Linked DNA regions of Anas platyrhynchos: region 1 is linked to region 2. A link is a contact called in public Hi-C data. All regions are on one chromosome and are shown on one strand. Each heading gives the region's core, a stretch centred on a gene start, on an enhancer-like site or on the middle of the called end of the contact. The rest is flanking DNA. Distances are from core to core; before and after follow the strand shown. Region 1 overlaps FGFR1 (fibroblast growth factor receptor 1). Region 2 holds the start of TACC1 (transforming acidic coiled-coil containing protein 1).

Region 1 (2,740 bases), core at 231-2,730, 66 kb after region 2:
GGGGGGACCCAGCGCGGGCTCAGCACCGGCGGCAGAGGCAGCCGACGGCCGGTGCTGGGAACAAAAGTCCTGTGTACATAGCTAAAAATATGTATAAATATGAATATATATTTACATGTCTTTTTAAAAGGGTTGTTACCAGAGATATACCAGTTTGGTAGTAAGGTACTAGTGGCTGGTAGATATCAGTTGCTATAAAAAAAAAAAAATCATATATTTTGCTACTTTTGCTGTTTTTATTTTTTTAAATTATGTTCTAAACCTATTTCAGTTTAGGTCCCTCAATAAGAATTGCTGCTGCTGCTTCAGTTTTATATGGGGTTGTATTCAACAGTAATAATGATGTGTCGATGCCTTTTGGGAGCACGTTGTCATGGTGTAAATGGCCTTTCCTCCCCCCTGGCTCCCGGGGTCTCCGGCGCTGCTGGGCCGGCTGCAGCCCCCCGACACCGGGGCGCTGGCACAGCACGGCCCCCGCTCCCGGGCAGCCCCCGCTCCTGGGCCATGCCCTCCTGTGCCTTACCGGCGCCGCGGGGAGCGTCCTGGTGCCGGGCAGCCCTCCCCGGGCCCTGCCCTGCCCGGCGGTGCCGGTGCCGGTGCCCGGCCCGCGGAGCTGCCCGGCGGTGCCTTGGTGGGGGCGCGCGTCCCTGTCCCTCCCCGGCACGGCAGAGCCAGGGCGCTGTTACTTGAAAAGTTTTATTTTGCCTTTGTATGGAGAAATATTATTTGTTGTAAACTCTTCTGTAATGAATCTGGAATTCTTGTAATTATTAAAGACTTTAACCAAGCCGCGCCGGAGCCCAGTTTTGCCAGTCCCACGTGCGGCCGGGTCCTGGCCCCCGGTGCTGGGAGACGCCGCAGACTCTCGGCTCCTCCGGGCTCCCCGTTTGGGCAGGAGGAGTTCAAAGGCTGCGAGGAATGCGGGCTGCTCTGCTGGGAGCTGTTTTTCCTGACCCCAAAATTCCCTGTACCAATTCCACCCCGTTCAGCAACCTTTGCCTCCTCTCCGCCACCAGCGCGCGGTGCCCATGACGGCGGCAGCGTCACCCCCACGTGTTTCCCACCCCCAGGCTGGACCCCCCTGGCTGTTCCCCCCCGCGGCCGCTCCGTCCCCGGGCAGGGAGCCCCTTCCCAGAGCAGGGGGGGCTCGGCCGGGGGCGCAGCCAGATGTTCTGGCAGCCGCGTGCGCGCCGCCGTCCTCGCCAAAAGCTCGGCGCATGAGGCCAGCTGGGCTCCAGCCTCCAGCGCTGGGGATGACCCAGGGACCCTTAACCCCCTCCCCGCCACCCATCGGGAGCTGCTCCCCGCGAGGAAGACGAGGCTGAGCAGCTGGGTGGCTTCTTGGAGGCCGGGGGGGGGACAGGTTTGTGTTTTTGGGCCCCCCCTGTCCGGAGGTGCCGGGGATGTCTCCAGCTGGGCGGCCGCGCGCAGCCCTCCCTCCACCCTGACGTCAGCCCCGAGTTGCTCCCTGCACTTTTTTCGTCTTCTCCACCTCCTCCCAGCACGGATCCGGTGCCAGCTCCAGGCCGTTTGCCTTCAGCTGTGAGCTGCTGCCCGCGGAAACCGCGCCGGCCCTGGGAAAGGCACCGGGGAGCAGCGGGCGGTTACGGGCATTGCCAGGAGCCCTGGGGGGGACGTGGCGGGGGGGTCCCCAGGGCTGGCAGCGTGGCTGGGACCTGACTCACCCACCGCAAGGGCGAGGGGCAAGGGCGAGGGGCTCGCAGCCCCTCTCCTTAGCCAGGAAATGGTTAAGGCTGCAGGCTCGCGGTGCTCCCTGTCTCCCCGGCCCTTTTAAAAGCATCTGCTTGTTGCTATTTCCATGTGTAAATTAAATCGATCAGCTGCGCTCTCGCCCCCTCCCCTCCTAAATTAAGTAGGGCTTTTAATCAAGTGATTTATGTTGAATTCGCAGCCCTAGATTAAACTCGCAGCCCAGGCAGGCAGCGGCGGGGGGAGCAGGGCTGGGGGCATCCATAAATCACCGCTCTCCTTGGGACCGGCTTGGCAAGGCGGCGGGGAGAGATGGAGCTCGTGTTTACATCATCAGAAACTGCTGCTATCACAATCTTCTGCTCATTTCCTGGGGTTACCAGGAGGGCAATTAAATATGATAATAAGCAGAGCGACTCCAGCAGCGCCGCTGGTGCCTGCCCTCACACCGCAGGTTTGGGGGTTTGGGGGTTTCTGGGTGGGCACGGGGCAGCACCCGGGGCAGGGGAATTCTGCAGTTCTGCCCCTCTGCCCTTCCTGGGAGCATCCCCTTCGAGCTCGGGGACACAGCGACACCCCGACCCCGAGATGGGGACACCCAGACCCCAAACCCCATCCCGCACCCCGAGCACGTGGCTGGCGGCACCGGGCACTGGTGGCCACCGAGCACCTCACCCGTGGCCACACTTTTGGCTCCTGCAGCATCCTTTGTGTCTCCCACTCCTCGCCTTCCTCCTCCTCTCCTTTTAAAGCCCTTCGGCTGCACAGCACCGAGACAATCTCTTGGCCCCGGCCCAGGCTCTGGCTGCTCGGCTGGGCTGGGAGCTGGGCTTTGTCTGGCTGCCAGCGCTGTCAGGAGCCTTCCTCGCCATCCCACCTCGCTGCTCCGGGTGTGCAGGGCCGGGAGCAGGGCTGGGGGCTGGGAGCGGGGCTGGGGGCGTCCCGGGCAGGGTTTTGCCTGCTCCCACCCCATGCCAAGCACAGGAGCATCCCGCAGCACCGGGGGCAGCTCCCCAGCCATAAATTATTT
Region 2 (2,700 bases), core at 134-2,633:
TGGACCAGGGACCCCGCAGCGCCCCGTGACAAGCCCCACATGAGAAGCACCATGAGGTGGAGCATCCCCAGGGCCCTGCCATGTCAAGAAACCCTCTAGCACCTCTCTCCCAGCACAGCAGCCCCTGGGAAGCCCCCTTTGGTGCTCCAGGGGCTGGGGCTGTGCCTCGTTTGCCCACTGAAAGGCCCCGCGGTGGGCAGCTGCCTCGCCACGTCCCCAGCATGTTCCCCTCCTGTGGCTGCCTTCACACAGCTCTGGCTGCTTGCTCCAGCACACAGCAAACAATGGCAGGGGTTTTCTGCCCGGGAACACCTCTAGTTCATATCCAGAACACTGCAAGGAAATCATGGGCAGGGCAGAGCAGTGACAAAGGACAGAACGTGCTCGGTTCTCCCTGGCCAAAGCCAGAGCTTGCAAACTGAGGGGTGTTTGTAGTCATTCGGCAGAGCAGCAGCCGAGAAGTGGCAGCACCTGCTCGCTGAAACCTGGCACACGCTGCAGGGCAGGGGCAGGGCAGGGCAGGGCAGGTGCAGGCAGCAGCCACCCGCTGCAGGCCGGCGCTGCTGGCGTGCACCCGATCTGCTCCCGCTCCAAAACGCAGCAGCAAAGCTCCCCGAGCGCACCACCGGGTGGCTCACTTAAGGGAAATATTTCTGTGTTGCAGGGAGTGTTTGGGTTGATGTTGAGATAAGCTGTCCCCAGCTCTCCTCTCCAGCACGGGCTGCTCCTTTTGTTCGCAGTTTCCAAACCCCGCTGGTTACGGGCAGCCCCGCGCAGCCCCCCGGCTCCTAGCGGGGACCCCGCTCGCATCCAGCTCCGACTTCCACCCCTCCTTTTCCAACGGCGGCACCGAGAAGTTCAACTTCTGCCCCTGCTCCGCGCACCGCCACTTGCGCAGGGGCGCCGGAGCCGCCCCCACCCCGCGCACCCGCAGCGCAGAGCAGCCCGAGCCCGCGGGGCCTGGGGGGGCTTTGTCGGTAAGCACGGAGGAGGAGAGGAGGGGAAGCGAAGAAGGAGAGGAGACAGAAGGAGCCGCGGAGCTTTCCGCCGCGTTTAACCTTCGGGGGTCCCGGCCGCCCCCTGCCTGCCCGGTACGCACGGGCCGGGCACGGCGCAGGGCGCCCCCCGACCCCTGCCCCGACCCGACCCCGACCCCGACCCCGACCCCGACCCCGACCCGCTCCCCCCGACCCCAACCGCTCCCCCCGGCCCCGGGCACCCCGCACTTACCGGCGCCCGGCGGCGCCCCCCTCCCGCGGCTTCTGGCTCTGGGCCCCCCCCATGGCGGGGCCGCGGCACCGGCCCGGGGCACCCCGCGCTCCGCCGGCCCGGGGGGCGCTGCCGCCGCTCTCGGCCGGCCCCGAAGGCGTCCCCGCCTCCGCGGGGGGGGGCCCGGCTCGGCGCGGCCCCGGCGGCCGCTGCTCCCCCCCCGCGGGGCCGGCCGGGGGTGCCCGTTAGCCGGGTGCGCCCCTCGACCCCCGCGCCCTGGGGCGCGACCCCCGGTGGGTCCCCCCCAGGCAGCCCCGAGGTGCCGGGGGTGGGCTGCGGGCTCCCACCCGGTGCTGCCCGACGAGCCGGGGGTGGCTGGGGAGAAGCAGCAGCCCCCGGGGCACGGTGTGGGAGCTGCCCCTGCCTCCAGAGCCCCAGAATGGGGAGGGTTGGAAAAGCCTGGGGGGGTTGGTGACCCCCCCAGGACAACGGGCGCAGCCGGTGGGGACTGACCCGGGCACAGCACCAGCATCCCAAGCAGAGCGATGTCTCCCCATGTTTGCATCAGTTTTGGTGGATTTATTCTGAACTTTTTCCTCCCTTCTGTCAACCAGAAAGCCCGATGCTATATCATACCCCGGCACCAAGCCGAGGAGACCCAATAAAGCACCGACGCTGCCTCTGCCCCTAGAATCGCCTCTCCCCAAACCACCCCTCGCAGGGAAGGTCAGCCAGCCTCAGCACCAGGCAGCAGCCAGAACCCACAGCAGTCCCCTCCGCAGGGGAAGGTTTAACAGAGCAGCTTAAAAGCACAGAGGTGACCCTGCTAAGGGAACATTATGCTTGGATTTATTTTAATTAAAGTGCCTGAGTGAACACATCAATTTCTGACACCATTTGGGGCTTTTTAGTTCTGAGAAACTGAAAACTCAAATATTAATTTAATTTTTTTTTTTGGTGTTCTGGCTTGGGTTGCATTATTTTTTGGCAAGAAAAGCGATGACACCCTTGAAAGCTTTCACCTTCCTAAAAAAAGAAAACTATAAAAAGCCTTCCTTGGATGGAAACGTTTTCCCAATCAGCCTGACCGCCCTCATGTCCGGGTGTGTGGGCAGCGGGGCAAAGCCCAGCACCCCCCTGCTTGCCACAAAGGGCACCCCGCAGCCATGCCAGCAGCCTCGACCATTCCCCGAGCTCCCCAGGAAAAGCTGTTGATAACGGGAACGTTTCCTCTGCCACAGGTGCAGGGCCAGCCTCTGCTCCGTGCAAGGGGAGCGCAAAACCCAGCGCCCTGACTCCGCTCGGGGCAGGTACGTGAAGGAGGTGAAGGGATGGCGTCTTGTTTGGTTTGTTTTTTTCAGTCCCAGGCTTAAGATGCAGAGCTTGGAACACTCTTTTGGCTGCTCTTATGTTCTGCATTCATTTAAAAGAAGCACCACACGAGGGCTGTGCCGGTGTGAGTGCCTGCAGGTCGAGCCGTGCCAGGCTGCC

The links. Hi-C and Micro-C count contacts between places; a contact is called where the count stands out from the background.
Region 1: a contact with region 2 is called in a Hi-C map of small yellow follicle, with 4 times the contacts expected there. The contact joins the enhancer-like site here to the promoter of TACC1 in region 2. A contact is called at or near these places in 4 of 8 Hi-C or Micro-C datasets (skeletal muscle, small yellow follicle and subcutaneous adipose tissue).

Annotation. Positions count from the first base shown.
Region 1 is chr23:675,506-678,245 of IASCAAS_PekinDuck_T2T, forward strand. FGFR1 (fibroblast growth factor receptor 1) reads left to right here. Exons shown (of 18, transcript XM_072027251.1): 18 at 1-787. Among named protein-coding and RNA genes, the nearest start is that of NSD3, 7.0 kb to the right of the region's middle. Within about 2 kb of position 1,481, at least 1 of the 8 cell types and tissues checked has an H3K27ac peak or open chromatin away from gene starts, as enhancers often do. A contact at or near this core is called in subcutaneous adipose tissue, where this site is marked.
Region 2 is chr23:609,634-612,333 of IASCAAS_PekinDuck_T2T, forward strand. TACC1 (transforming acidic coiled-coil containing protein 1) reads right to left here and starts at 1,384. Exons shown (of 14, transcript XM_072027255.1): 1 at 1,231-1,384. The coding sequence starts at 1,283.